Linked DNA regions of Sus scrofa: region 2 is linked to region 1. The links are chromatin contacts, called in public HiChIP or PLAC-seq maps. All regions are on one chromosome and are shown on one strand. Each heading gives the region's core, a stretch centred on a gene start, on an enhancer-like site or on the middle of the called end of the contact. The rest is flanking DNA. Distances are from core to core; before and after follow the strand shown. Region 1 overlaps RAD51B (DNA repair protein RAD51 homolog 2). Region 2 has its middle 150 kb from the start of ZFP36L1.

Region 1 (4,472 bases), core at 831-3,330:
AGTATCCATGAGGATGCAGGTTCGATGCCTGGCCCTGCTCAGCGGGTTAAGGATCCGGTGTTGCAGTGAGCTATGGTGTAGGTTGCAAACGTGACTCAGATTGGTATTGTTGTGGCTGTGATGTAAGCCAGCAGCTGTGGCTCCGATTTGACCCCTGTTCTGGGAACTTCCATATGCCATGAGTATGGCCCTTAAAAAAGCATAAATAAATAAATAGATAGATAAAGTTGAAACGTAAAACTTTTTAAAAAACCAGAAGCACACATTATTATCTGTGTTAGTCATTTTGATAGATCTAGATTTGCTCCATTCTGGTCAGGCTTCCAGAAGACTTCTGCAAAAACGTTGTAAGCAAATGGGCCAGTGAGTCACTGGGGAAATCTGATACTCAAGACCGAGTTGGGCCTCTTGTTTCTCCATGAATCTTCCACATTTCTCTCTAATCTTTTAAACCCAGGTCTTCTGACAACGTGTAACCCTTTGGGAACCCAGATGGTTCTATGAGTGGCTTATTGGAGGCTCTGTTCATGTCCTCTATTCCCTGAGACATGTCTATGAAATGTTCCTTATTTCTCAAACGAAGAACCTTCTTGCCACATCTGTTCGGGATCATAAGCAATAATAGTTACATAACATTTTGAGTGTCCTTGAATGAAAAGTTCCTTGGAGTTGCTGACTCTTCTTAAAAATTTCCTCAACTAACATTGTGGAAACCCATTGTCATGGAGAGAGTTGCTGAGCCAGGTCATATACACGAAACTGCAAATCTTGGGTAGTGGAAAACATCTGAGCCTTGAAGTTCTAGTCATTTATTTTAAAAGCTACCCATTTATTTCCTAGATGTTCCCACTGAGAGCTTACCCTGTGGTAGGTTTGGCTTACACAGTAAATCTCCCCACATGGATCTTCATCTTTTACCCCTTTTGGATTGTATCTAAGGGCATATGCCAGTGGGTTTCCTGAGTGAGGTCACCTAGAACCCTTGTATTCTGACTTTAACTTTCCTCTGCAGGAGTGAGGAGAAGTGGGCATTCCTGTTGGCCAGTAAAGCTTGAATTCCTGCCCCGGGTCTCCTCAGACACCGCAAGGGACTCCTAGGGACCAACACTGGGTAAAACTTAAAAGACAGAAAATGTACTGTGGCTGGGGGGGGGGGGGGAAATGCCAGTCTCTGCAGAGATACAGTAGTGTTGGGCCATGTGAGACATGGGAGGGATGGCAGTGGCCCTCCAGTCCTATGCCTTCACTTTTCAAATGGGGAACAAGGCCTAAGGAAGCCACAGAATGAGGTAGTGGCAGAATTGAGTTGGAAGCTTACTTTGATGTTCTCTTACCTGCCCAGCTGTCTGCATGGTTTAGGAGATGTAAGGAAAGACGAGTGTCAGAGGAGGGATCAGGGTGACATCTAGTTTAACTAGTGCAGTCCTTGGTGGGCTCTCAAGCCTGACCCTTCTCTGGGCCCCTCGACAATAAACTGAGAATATTGATTCGTTCTTCCTCTTTTTCCTCATCTTGGGATTATAATGATGAGAGATATTTGGCATTTTATCCGATCAGCATTGGAAACTTGGCCTTCTGCTGGAGAATTCAAAAGTTCATATCAGGGGATGTTCAGAAAATGACTTCCTTCAGAATCAGGTGGTGGAGACCAATTATTATTAAATTCATAAAGCTTTCTTTCTCTCTCTCTGCCCTCTCTTCCTCCTTCCCTTCCTCCTCCCTCCCCACCCCTTCCCTTCCCTGTGGTCCCCTCCTCCCTCCCTCCCTGCCTTCTTTCCTCCTTCCTTCCTCCCTTCCGGTGTTCTTTTGTAAACTTGTTTCTGATGACCCCTTAATTCTTGCTTTTCAAGTTCAATTACATTTCTGTTGTTACATGTATATCAGTTGTTGAGTCTTTAGTATGCAGACGTGTTGAACTTGCCCTTCTGAAATTCTTCCAGGGTCACTTCGCCTTGTGGTCTAGGTCCAGGAAATTAGAATATTTCCAACTCATCAGGGACCATCTTGGCCTGGAGCAGAAGAGGGGTCTGAATCATTACCTAAGAGAGTTTTGTAGATTGTCACAGTTGGCAGCCTCAGAACTTGAGCTAATCCTGGAAATTCTTTAATTTCCCAGAAAGAAGGTTCCACAAGGTCAGGCTGAGGTCCTCAGAGAGAGCAGAGGGAATAAAGTTTGCAACTAGTCGCTTTTACAGCTGAACTTGAAGATAAATAAAATTATACCCATTTCTTTTGGATCATCAAGCATTTGACTTTCATTTGTTCTTTACTCCTTTTTCCCTGTATGTGAAGGAAAAAAAAAAAAAAAAGAATGCATTGTAATCACTGAAATAAAAGCAAACAAACTTGTTGATTCAGTTCCCATGGTGAATGCAAGGAAGGCCAGGCCAATAGAAACAACTGAGATATTACAAAAATGTGTTTCTTTCTGGCGGCTACACAGTCAGTCCTTTATATCCAGTCATTGTAATCAGCCCATCACCCAAGACTATTTCCAAGGTCATTATTCTGGTTGTGGGGGCTGCTTCTGCAAACAAGTGTTGATTCTACTAAATGTCCTCCCTCTCAAACGCTCTTTGGGGCAAACAATGAGTATCAAAGCATCATTCAGGAAAAGAAAATGTAAAAGATCAGAGAGATAAAACACTGCAGGTTTTCTAAAGGCTTAGGCATATCTGGCTCAAGCAACACAAATTATAAACTATGAAGCCACCTGTAAAATCCTGTTTTAATTAACTTGAAGGCACATCAATGTTATTTCAATTAAAATGAAATTCCGTTTAAATGGAAAACCACCCCTCCAGGGTACCTTGGGGCCTTGCTCACATGGATTTTAGGGTTGACAGGTGAAGCCTGTATTTAGAAAAACCAAAGCAAACTCTGTTTCTTTACAGCCTACTTAAACTTTGAAGGACCTGTCATAGGTTCCTTGGAATGTAAGGAGTGTCCATGGGTAGGGCCCAGGCACAGCTCAAAATGTTATTTGCCAATTCTTTTTCTGACTCTTCCAGTCTTCTTTCTGTTCCCAGCCTCCCTTCACCTCTTCAGTCCCTGGCCTTGGTGCCCCAGGACTACCTGTCCCTACTAGCTGATTTGTCCCCTACTATCCTTGGGGTGGACTGTGGATGACACAGAGATGCTTATAAAGAGACAGGGATGCCATCTCAGGCTTACAAGCAAAATGAATCTCAGATTGTCACAAAGGGCTGGTGAAAAAAATAGAACCCCTCTTCTGAAGCTAGGGCTTCACTAAATTTTTTTTTTCTTTTTGCGTTTTCTAGGGCTGCACCTCAGCATATGGAGGTTCCCAGGCGAGGGGTCTAATCGGAGGTGTAGCTGCCAAGCCTATGCCAGAGCCACAGCAACACGGGATCCAAGCCGAGTCTGCCACCTACACCACGGCTCACGGTAACACCGGATCCTTAACCCACCAAGGAATGCCAGGGATCGAACCCGCAACTTCATGGTTCTTAGTCAGATTCGTTAACCACTGAGCCATGACAGGAACTCCAGGCTTCACTAATTGTCTAAGAGCTGGAAGGAACCCTTAAGATCCTCTAATGGAAACCCTTCTTCCATGGAGTCAAAGTGACTTGTCCAAACCCTTTAAGGCCCCTCACATGGGGCTCCTCCATCTCGACTGCCATCCCTTCCCCTCCAGCCAGTGCCCCAGTTCTGTGGACCTGCTGATTACAACACCGTCCGTGGCTAGGAAACCCTGCCCTGTCAGCGGAACCTCTTTGCAGGCGAGCGGAGTTCACGTGCACACAGCACGTCAGGAGGACGGCTGAGTTTTAGTTCCAGTTCTGCCTTGCTTTGTTGGCTTAAACGAGTCACTTCTTCCTTTGTCTCTTTCCCCTATTGGTAAGGAGAAGATAATGAACCTTTCCACCGATCAGGCTCGCTGGAGTGTTATAACGAATAATGAGGTGATATTTGTAAAGTGCTTTGAGCGGCTGGGAACGAGGAGGGGTGAGCTCAGTAGAAAGCCTTATGCGCTGCAAGCACTTATCAACTGAGCTGTTGAACAATAGTGGCGACTAAGAATACTCAGAAATGAATTCCAGGGAGGAACCCTGCTTTGAATTTAGGAGGAGGATTAGTGGGGACCTAATAGGTATTCCACTTCTCCGGTTTCTTTGGTGTCCCCTCCAACCAGGAAAGGGAATTACATTCTTCTCTGTCGGATTCAGCCTGGAGTTTCAGTCGGGATGTCAGCGTGTACTTGTCTCCTCTTCTCACTCCGAGGCTGTGTTCTGTTGTAATTGTTAAAGCCTTGGGCATCTTCTCTCCCCAGGGATAATTTCACTTAGGAGCTATACAAATTAATTTCTATGCCGTGGCGGGGCTGCTGGTTAGAAGGGTGATTAGGGGAGCCTCGAAATCTAAAAGCGCCTGGGGAGCAATTTGGATGAAGCAAGGAAATCAAAAGGCAGGATCTTCATGTGGTTGATCTTTTTTTACTACACCGC
Region 2 (4,018 bases), core at 587-3,086, 240 kb after region 1:
CCATGAGCTGTGGTGTAGGTCGCAGACGCGGCTCGGATCCCGCGTTGCTGTGGCTCTGGCATAGGCCAGTGTCTATAGCTCCGACTCGACCCCTAGCCTAGGAACCTCCACATGCCTCGGAAGTGGCCCAAGAAATGGCAAAAAAAAAAAAAAAAAAAAAAAAAAAATTTCTTCCAGCATTAAAATTCTAAAGACAAAGGAACTTTAACTTATTCTCAAATCACTGGAGGAAATTGACATAATTTGCTTCACTGGTTGGTTTTTATTTATGTGTTTTACATTCCTTAGTTTTACTGAATCTTAATTTTCTTCATCTCCTTTCCAAGACTTTTACCTCTTATTGCTGTTATCCTGTCTTATTGCATTGGAAAAAACTTCAAAATGATTGTGATGTATTAAACCTATATAGTAAGAGTAATAGCTGACATCCTTATTTTATTTCCACTTTAAATGAGACTACTGCTAATGTTTTGCCATTAAGAATAATAGCCTTGGGATATATGTATAACTGAATCACTTTGCTGTACACCTGAAAGTAACACAAATCAAATATACACTAATGTAAAATAAAAATTAAATTAAATTGAAAAAATAAGGCGCTGAATACATAATAATAAAAAAAGAATAGCTTTGGCTTTTGATTTAAGATAAGAAGCATTTGCAGAGTTCCTGCTGTGGCTCAGCAGGTTAAGAACCTGACTAGTATCCGTGAGGATGTGGATTTGATGCTGCGTTGCCACAAGCTTCGGCGTAGTTTGCAGATGCAGCTCAGGTCCCGGGTTTCTGTGGTTGCGGCGTAGGCCAGCAGCTGCAGCTCTGATTTGACCTCTAGCCTGGGAACGTCCATGTGCCACAGGTGTGGCACTAAGAGGAAAAAAAAAAATTGAAAAAAGAAGCATGTTCACACTAAGAGATTTTTTTAAAAAAAGAAAAAGCAAGAATGATTGATTAATTTTATTTAATGTACTTTGTAGAACTGATTAAGGTTCTTGTGCCATTTTTATTTTTATAGTTTTCCATTTGAAGTGCAAGTACCGTTTGTTAGCCTTTAGAATTACATAAGGCAGAACTAAGGTGAATACATACGATCCCCACCACATTATATCATAAGGTACTTTTGTGAACAGCAACTCTGAACTTGAACTCTGTGTTAAAGTCTTGATTGCACATGCCTATTAATAAAAAATATTGGGGACCCCCCAAATATATACAAATATACACACACACACATATATATATAAATACATATATTTGTGGTGTTTTGCACTGTACTTTGCATAGTATATATACAATATACATTGTAAAATACAATAAATTAAAATTTTCAAAAATAAACATTCTGGTCTCTTCCCCTTACTCCAAAAAATCAGCTTGCACATACCCTATTTCGGAGACCATTCCTATAAAAGAAGAGTATTAGTGGGATATTTGGGGGTTCCTTCTACCATGGGCACTCACAGAGTCTTGTGAAAATTCTGCACCCTCATTTCTATCTGTCACCAAGGATAACAAATAATGCCCTCTGGAGCTTGAGCATGAAGAATTTTTTAAACTGGTGGGATTAAACTCACTTTTGGCAAAGGCACACACACACTCACACACACAGAGAAAAGCAGGTTATGCAATTCTGCCTGACCTTATGCAAGTTACGCAGCCTCTTTGGGACTCAGTTTCCTCATTACTAACATGGCAGGGTTAGGCTAGAGAGCTGCCAAGCCGCTTCTCGCACTGACATTTTGTGACAGTGATGTTGCTGGCAGCTTGGGGATGGTGGGTAATCAGATCTGCACATCACTCAGCCAGGCAGCTCTGACGTTAGGAAATCAAGCAGAGTCAGTCCTAGGTGGATGACCAGGAGCGCAGGGTGCACTCAGGCCGGTCCTGGCCATCCCCAGGGGCAACCCTGGCACCAGTCAAAGCAATGGGACCTGAAGAATTTGGAAATCTTTAGAAGGAATCAGAGAAAAACAACATAAGGACTAAAGCCTTGGAAAATGGATCCTCTGAGGAAAACTCACAGACATGGAATTCCTCAGGTTAGAGAAGGGCATTTAAGATGGATCGAGCCTCAAGCTCCTGGCATTTGAGCAAATGTTTGAAAGAGATTGTGACAGTCTCAGATGAAGTACTTTTGGGTGCAAAGAAGAGACCTATTCTAACTAGATCCCAGAAATCCACAGCCAGAAACACAAGTGTAACCAGGACTCCCGGGGACAGAAGGCTGTGGGGAGCTCGGCCAATGCTCTCTTAGCAACTTCATGTTCTGCATATTCCCCAAACCTCTGCTCTCCTCTTCTTACTCCCACTTTCCACTTCACGGCAGGAAGGTCAGCTTCCAGCCAGACATCTTGGCCCCCACTCCATAGCTACACTTTCAACACCCGTGACCATTGTCCATTGGCCCAATTTTTCCTCTTCCCAGTTTAGATGCCCCTGAAAGGATTTATTTATCCCAGCCCATCTTTTTGAGCCAGGCCACCCCAGTCGTTGGTCATCATTGGTGGGTCCCCCATAAGTGGACCCCCAACCCTGTTCCAATCATGTGAGGAGGGGAGATGAGTCATGTGTGTAGAACATGGCTGTTTAGGGCAGATTTCCTCAGATAGGCATGTGGGCAAACTGGCTGTGAGAAGCATCTTCAGCTCTTCAGCAAAGGGACCAATTGTCTTTTTTTTTTTTTTTTTTCCGCTTTTTAGGGCTACACCTATAGTATATGGAAGTTCCCAGCTTTGGGATCAAATCAGAGCTGCAGTTGCCAGCCTACATCACAGACACAGCAAAGTGGGATCCAAGCCACGTCTGAGACCTATACCGTAGCTCATGACTACACCAGATCCTTAACCCATGGAACAAGGCTAGAGATTGAACCTTCATCCTCATGGATCCTAGTTGGGGTCATAACTCCCCGAGCCACAGCAGGAACTCCCACCAACTGTCTTTTAATCTGACACTGAAATGAAAATAAAATAAGTCTGATCCTGAGCTCTTCTACGGAAGAAAAATGTAATCGCACCACTCAGGACAGTCTTTGAAATTATCTGGGACTCCTCCTGCCTCAAGGTGCTTTGACACAGGGCTCCCTGGAGGTGGTAGCCTGACCCACAGGGCCTCTGAGAGTCTCCTTTGGCCTGTTGGCCTGGAAGAATAGAAGGTCACTACCCCTGGTGGAGCCTAATTTCACCATCAAGCTTGGCTGATGGGAGATTAGCTATTTGAAGACTTTCCGGTATCTTCGGATTAAGCGGTAACCAGAAGATACCAGAAACCATCCAAGGACTTTAAGGACTTCCCTGGTTGGCTTGGCCTGTTTGCATCTATTCTGAATATCCAGTTTCTACCCAGAACCAATACCCAACTCAATTCCTCTGAGTCACTATCCTCCCATTCTTTGTTACATGTGGCTCTTCTGCTCAGCATCCTGCCCAGAAACCCCCATCCTCTTCCAGCACATAGAAAATAAGACATTCATGAACAAGTGGGTTCATGGCCTTTTCTTCTGTGCTGGCTTTAATCACACTACCAGCCTCATGTAGATGCAGGCAAAAAACCCAACCTCAAATGCAAGGGCCTTGAGAACATAGGGTTCAAAGGAGAGTAAGGCTTCATCTACCCAAAACACAACTACCCAGACACCTCACTATCTAAAATCAGACCAGAATCTGGAGATGAGCCAAGTGACATCTAAGTGGCCAGAATTATCTGCATAGGCGCATATTGGTTTATTTAAAGCAGCATATAATTCAAAGCAACTGTCCCCAGAGGACTAGATGAACTCTTACCCTCTCAGAAAGACTGAATCCCGTAGGAATAGAAAAGGCTGAATTCCTCACTCCTATTCTATTTACTTTTTGTTTACACAGAATTTTAACGAGTTTGCATGTCTGGTTTCTTAACCCAGAACAGGCTAAAAGAAGTTAGGCCATGAGGTCACTACAGGTAAAGTGATACGCTCCCTGATAAAAAGAAAACCCAGGAACCTCTCCCAAAAGCACCGTGATAGGGCCACACATATCGCAAA

The links. HiChIP or PLAC-seq counts read pairs in DNA pulled down with a chosen protein or histone mark.
Region 2: an H3K27ac HiChIP or PLAC-seq map of skeletal muscle shows a contact between it and region 1. The contact joins two enhancer-like sites. A contact is called at or near these places in 2 of 47 Hi-C or Micro-C datasets (embryonic fibroblasts and heart right ventricle) and 2 of 2 datasets of contacts at active chromatin or transcription factors (alveolar macrophages and skeletal muscle).

Annotation. Positions count from the first base shown.
Region 1 is chr7:92,101,476-92,105,947 of Sscrofa11.1, forward strand. The region is part of intron 9 of RAD51B (DNA repair protein RAD51 homolog 2); the gene reads left to right. It overlaps LOC106507734 (a long non-coding RNA gene), which reads right to left. Exons shown (of 3, transcript XR_002346146.1): 2 at 1,335-2,280. Among named protein-coding and RNA genes, the nearest start is that of ZFP36L1, 390 kb to the right of the region's middle. Within about 2 kb of position 2,081, at least 16 of the 83 cell types and tissues checked have an H3K27ac peak or open chromatin away from gene starts, as enhancers often do. A contact at or near this core is called in skeletal muscle, where this site is marked.
Region 2 is chr7:92,341,370-92,345,387 of Sscrofa11.1, forward strand. No RefSeq gene overlaps it. Among named protein-coding and RNA genes, the nearest start is that of ZFP36L1, 150 kb to the right of the region's middle. Within about 2 kb of position 1,837, at least 3 of the 83 cell types and tissues checked have an H3K27ac peak or open chromatin away from gene starts, as enhancers often do. A contact at or near this core is called in skeletal muscle, where this site is marked.